2 separate regions of the Mus musculus genome follow, and region 1 is linked to region 2. A link is a contact called in public Hi-C data. All regions are on one chromosome and are shown on one strand. The core of a region is the stretch at or near the end of the contact, and the rest is flanking DNA. Distances in the headings are between cores, read along the strand shown. Region 1 overlaps 2610307P16Rik (RIKEN cDNA 2610307P16 gene). Region 2 overlaps 2610307P16Rik (RIKEN cDNA 2610307P16 gene).

Region 1 (2,992 bases), core at 50-2,549, 240 kb before region 2:
TCCGTAAAAATGCATGAGACAGTGTATTGAGGATTGGGGACAATGAGATTGTTGCAAAGAGAATTTTCTCTGACAGGCTCTAGAGAACCTTCTTGCTTCCCATGCTGGGAAAGGTTAGGCTGGACCTCTGTTTGTGGGCATGCGCTTTGCTTTGCTTTGTTAATCTTATGCCAGAAGACGCAGGAGCGCATGGTGACCTTGTGTGGAAATGGTTATTCACCTTCACTGATAAAGGGTAGGTCACAATGGAAGCAGAAAAAGAGCAAAACCAGAATGTGACAGAATAGCCAATCAAGAGCCTCCTCAGTCATGCCCTCAAATAGAAGAATTCTCCCAATTATTAATTGAAAGTTATATGCTTAATGTGTTAGATCAGTGGGCTAGAATTAGTCATTTACATCTCGATCTATCACTGAAGCTGACCAGTGACCTGAGACAAGTTATTAACATTCTTTATATTCCAATTTTCTCACCATATTCTCCCAGCATGGGAGATTGTTTACAAAATGCACCAAGTTCTAGGGGGAAAGAGGCCTTATTACAACAGTGCCATGCTGTACGTCTGCTTGGTGTAACGCGTTTCAATTATATCATTGATACTGTTTAGAATTTCTCAACTTAAGGACATTTTTGATCAAACAGGATTCTGAGTGGCTTTCCTGGGAGATGGTCTTTGAAAGTGTGGCAACTCTTTCAAATATCAGTTTAGTATCTGTCCACCAAGGGAGTGTGAAAAGTATATACTATTCAGGGATATCATTCCTGTTTCCTTGCTCAATATGATATCTGGAATATATTGAAGATGCGTTGGCCTCACCTATTTATAAAGGGCTGGAACGGTTTAGATGGGCGCCATCCCGGGGCCAGTGATGCGGTTTCTGTGGAGTCCTCTGAACAGGCTTTTCTGAAAAGAATACATTAGGTCTGTCAGAATGATTCTTTTCAGGGGATGACGCCTTGCAGATGCCCTTTGTTGAGGGAGAACGGATTAGCCTGCAAGGCTTTTCTGATCTTCAGGAAGACAGAAAATTTCAAACATTCTTCTGCCATTTGAACTTCCCTGTAAGAAACTCTCAGATATTTTTCATTTTTAACACTACAATAATCATGAGCTTCTTGCATTTTAAAATACAGAGATGGGCATATCTTGTAAAATTAACTTCTTATATACTCACTTATCAGTAGGAAGGCTGCACCAAACCCCAGTTTAGTTCCTAATTTGTGGTTAATAATCTTTGCACTTGAACATTGTGGCCCAGTCATTCCAGGACGTAATTGGGCACACACATGCACACACACACACACACAGACACATGCGCACACATACACATGTCAGTAGCACATGGTTCAGATATTTATTGATCTATGTTTAACTGTCTTCAATAAGAGGACGTGCTATTTCAAGGTTGGGGGGGGGGCTACCACCAAATAAATAAAAATAGCACTAAATGAACTGGGAACATGGAAGGCATTCCTCAAAAGGCCTGGATTCACTGGCTTAGAAATCCACTTCCTGCTTTCACCACAGACAGTGTCAGAGTGTGAAAGAAACCCCCTTTGATTTATGGTGGCTTATACTACATGTCGCTCTTTGTCCCCAGAGCCACAGACCTGCTGTTTTATAGGGCATGAACCTTTCTGGTGGTCAACGTTTTAAAGCCAGACAATCATCTTGTTGAGAAGTTCCTTAAAAGATGAAATCCAGTCTCACGGCTTGGGTTTGCACAGTGTCTCACAGAGGGATGCATGTTGACAGGCCCCCATAAATGCCTTTGTTGTTGCTGCTGCTGAATAGAGGACGGAAGGGTGAGGATTGCCTGCCCTGGGGAGCGGAGTTGCCAGTGATGGATAGGAGGAGAGCTACTGGATTCAGAGGGGGAAGATAGGTGGGTGAACATATTCTGCTAGATGCTACTGCTGCGCTTTAAGAAAAAGGAAAAAATGGCAGACATCATCTGCCCTTTGTGTCCTGGCCCTCTGCTAGGAGACATTCAGGTGTCTGAGGTAGTCACTGTGAACAGAGTGCAGACTTCATTTGTGGCCCTATTCTCTGAGTCCATCTCCCCCTCATTCACCCGCCCTTTTTCTTTTCCCTCTGCCTCCTTGGCGCCCTCTTCCTTCCTCGGCCTGTTTCTTATATACAGTCCCCAGTCTCCCTCTTCTCCTTCCTGTAACTGAAAACCATTCAAGGAGGTGGGATTACTTCAATGTCTCACTCGTGAGCCCAGCTGAAGCTAACCTAGAGAGAGGAAGGAAGGGCACATTTGGTTTTTTGAGACAAGGTTTCCTGTGCCTCAGACTGCCATGTGGATGGAGATGATCTTGGATCCAATCCTCCTGCCTCTACCTCCTGGGTGCTGGGGATTATAGCTGTGTACTACCTATCAGGTCTGGCTACAAAAAAAAACAAACAAACAAACAAAAACCCGTTTTTTAAATTTTCATATGCGTTATCTTATAAAGATAATGGATTGTAGTTTAAATAGAACATTCTATCTATGGAATCCGTGCCACCGTCAGTGGTATTGACACTTGCTTATTAGTAGTACTCCTTATAATATATTTACTTACTGTCTTCTTGCTGAGGAAAATGTCTTAGTTTGGGGAAAATCTGAGAATAGAATCCTGAAAGGAAATGAGAAATATTTTATTCTGGAACCATATGTGTGTGTACTTCTGGTCTGGGGACACATCTTCAGGTTACCCCCAATTCCATGTTCCGGTGTGGCAGGAGTTTTACGAGGGTTCTATAGTAATAGAGCAAAGAAAGTCATAAGCCAAGACACTTTTCATTTCCATTGGAAGGTATGTCAGGTGAGTAGCTCACAGTGAAGGGAGGATGATAGAGTCAACACAGAGAAGCTATTGGAGGGGGCTAAAAGTGCTCAGCTTAGTCCAAGACTGTTTGTAGTTAGAATCTGCTGCATTGCACCTTCTACACATTGACTGAGATTCTAAGCAGTTAATCAACCTTATAGAACCTTCAATGGGA
Region 2 (3,037 bases), core at 115-2,614:
GGTATGTGCATAGAGTGGGTATGTCTAAATAGGAACAGAATGATGTTTGCACACAGTGGGTGTATACATATAGGAGCAGGATGGTGTGTGCACACAGTGGGTATATACATTTAGGAGGAGCATGGTGTGTGCACACAGTGGGCAAGCACATATAGGAAAAGCATGACTGCACAGGGTGCAATATTGTGCATGGTTCACTATCACCTGGAATATTTGTGCTTATCTCATGCTGATAAGGGGTTCTGTAGCAACCAAAATTCATTGAATTTGCCTGGATGTGCAGTGCCACTGTGAACTGCAGTGGCTGAAGCTACAGAGGAGTAGCTGGTGCAGTAAATCAGACTCTGGGGTGGGCATATCCTAGGGCACCACGAGGAGCTGTCTGAAAGGCAGAGGGTGGCCTCCGGGTGCCAGTCAGGTGTGGTGAGACACATTCCATTGGTGCATTGGAAAGGACAGGCTGATCACAGCAGGGCCTGTCACAGTCTGCTGAAGCAGGACCTGTAACCCAAGTAGCAGGAGGAACTTTTATTCAGCCTGTGGAGTGATGCTGTGAAGGAATTGAAACCCTTCAAGAGCAGAGCTAAAAACAGTGGGGGGAGAGGAAGTGTAATTTGCTGTCTTCCAGTTTCCTTCAGATCCCGCCTGCTGCTGACCTGTTAACCATCTCAGAGCCTGGGCCCCACATAGACTGGGCATCCCCACAAATCAAGGCAAGCTTTGATTTCATTAAAATTGTATGCCCTTTTCCCTTCTGCTAATCCAACTCTTGGGCCTTAAAAACAAGCTGCTTTTTTTTCTTTAAGTTTTGAATAATTCTAGTGTTTACACAACCAAAATTTAGTATAAAATTTTAAATTCCTGAAACACAAAATGTAGCTCAGGATCCTTTCCTAGTGGCCTGAGAGTACAAATCAAACACACACTCAAAGGTAAGGCAAAGAAGCTTCCAGAAAGCGGAAATACTTCTGTCAAGTAGGCACCTAGTATCAAAGTGGGTCAAAATAGCTCAATGTGTGGACGGGCATAGCTGAATCTTTGCTTACACACTTTCCCCTAGCCCTTTCTACATAACACTTTCAAGAAACTCCTCTGAGAGATCATGCCATCTTCCAGCAAAAGGTGGTGAGTGGACTTCAGTAGGCACTGATGGGAAAGAATCCAGTGCTAAGGGTGTGGGTAGACCTCATGCAGACCCAGGTCCGCCCAGTCACTCGATAACCCTGAACTTGGCTGCCTCACTCTTTGCTGAGGTCCCTCAGGTGGCCTCATTGTTTTTATTACCATGGTAGAAAGAGTATGTGAAGCCTTGCCTGGCTGGCAGTCTCGTTGCCATGGAAACCTCCATTCCACACACCTGATTCACACATCACGCTCCGCTAAATCCAGACAGAGGTCACAGACTGGCATTTGCCCTTTGTCTCCCCTTCTTGTGTTTTCCAGGCACTGAATGGATAGAAAGAGATGGGCAGTCAGCAGCCTTGCAAGAAAGCTTTGCTGTGAAGAAGTTTGTGAATTCCAGAAAAAAAAAAAAAAAAAAGACTGGTAGCTGTGAAGGGCAAAACGGGGGGGGGGGGGGGGGGAGGGGCGGGGGGGTTTGCTGGGGAAGACTGTGTACATCGAAGCTTCTCCTTGCAGGCAGCCTCTGTCCTGGGTTGCATCTGAAAGTGATTTTCTGGGTTCCCGGGTGAGCGTGGAAATGAGTCTAGCAGATTCCGGAGCTTTGGCTCCTTGGGGGGTTTTCTGTCCCATTTCACTGAGTTGCCTGATAACCTCAGCGCCAGGGTGTGTGCGTCAGGATTGCAATGTGGGCTGAGGCGCACATTAGCCACAGCTGTCTATTAAGAACCAAACGATCTGATGATCCGTCTCAGAGCCTGGTTTTTCTTTGTGTCATCTATAATATTTTAGAAGGCAGACGCCATCTGTAGGATGTTCTTTTTCAGGAAAGTTACTGTGTTTGAAGAAGGCTTCCAGTTTTCCTGGGATGGTGATTATTAGTTTTTGCTTGTGTTACTCATTTGATAGATTTAGAGAAAAAGAGATGATAAAAAAATCAGATCATGAGCCTTTCTCTGTGAGAATTTCTTCTTTGTGCTTTGATTCGTAATCTTTTGATTCTTATTTGTTTAGGTAGCACAGGGCATTGAACATACTAGGCAAATGTTCAATTACTCAACCATATCCCCAGTCCTTGATTTTTTTGTTCCTAAGGTTAGATTTTAAAGACAACTTTAAAGAGAATCAAAAAGGGCATTCACAGGACATGACATCAGTCGCCACACACTGGGGTTCAGGTATCATGTGTGATTTATGGGGTATCTCAGCAGAGTCATAGCAGGGGTCTCTGCGTGTGTTCATCTCTGCTGACTTACTTCCCTTTCCTCTCATTGATTAATGCCCCTCCATTTTGGTCAGCCTCTGTTGACAAAGTACCCTCTAGCTTCAGCAGTACGCCGGACCTGGGTTTCAAATATCACTTCCCTATATCCTTGAGCACACTACTTTTATTTTATTAAATTTGGTTTATTAGTGTGTGTAGGAAAATATTGCTGTGACAGTAATCATAAACTTTAGTGTCAGTGTAGTGCTGCTCTGTATCCAGGATGAATCCTGTTATGCTAGATTATTCCAGAAACAGCATTTGCCTGAAGGAATACTCTCACCATCCAAATAATTGCCATTTTCCTGATTTTGCTTATGTGGGGATATGTGCAGCTTAGTAGGTGGATGGTGGGCTGAGAGAAGAAATATTCAAAAGTAGAGTGCATATATACTTTCTCTTGTCTCTGTATATCCACTGGGTCCGTTTTAGGAATCTCATTGTAGGTTCATGATGCATAATAAGGTTTCTCTTCTCAGAAGACGAATTGTCACTCCTGATGCTAGCAGGTGTGGCTCTCCATCCCATTCTCCAAAGTTGTGGAAGAACGTGGACGGATTCTGATCCCGACCATCTTAGTCCTACTTTGCCTTCTGGCGTCCTTCTCCTTCCTCTTTTTTTCCTCTGTATTTCCACCTCCCTTCCTTCCCTTGA

Evidence for each region. Hi-C and Micro-C count contacts between places; a contact is called where the count stands out from the background.
Region 1: a contact with region 2 is called in a Hi-C map of nephron progenitors, with 2.0 times the contacts expected there. The contact joins two enhancer-like sites. A contact is called at or near these places in 3 of 484 Hi-C or Micro-C datasets (CD8 T cells and nephron progenitors) and 3 of 115 datasets of contacts at active chromatin or transcription factors (embryonic basal ganglia, embryonic hindbrain and forebrain).

Annotation. Positions count from the first base shown.
Region 1 is chr13:28,780,973-28,783,964 of GRCm38.p6, reverse strand. The region is part of intron 2 of 2610307P16Rik (RIKEN cDNA 2610307P16 gene); the gene reads left to right. Among named protein-coding and RNA genes, the nearest start is that of Mir6368, 72 kb to the right of the region's middle. Within about 2 kb of position 1,299, at least 53 of the 459 cell types and tissues checked have an H3K27ac peak or open chromatin away from gene starts, as enhancers often do.
Region 2 is chr13:28,542,933-28,545,969 of GRCm38.p6, reverse strand. The region is part of intron 7 of 2610307P16Rik (RIKEN cDNA 2610307P16 gene); the gene reads left to right. Among named protein-coding and RNA genes, the nearest start is that of Gm40841, 120 kb to the right of the region's middle. Within about 2 kb of position 1,364, at least 77 of the 459 cell types and tissues checked have an H3K27ac peak or open chromatin away from gene starts, as enhancers often do.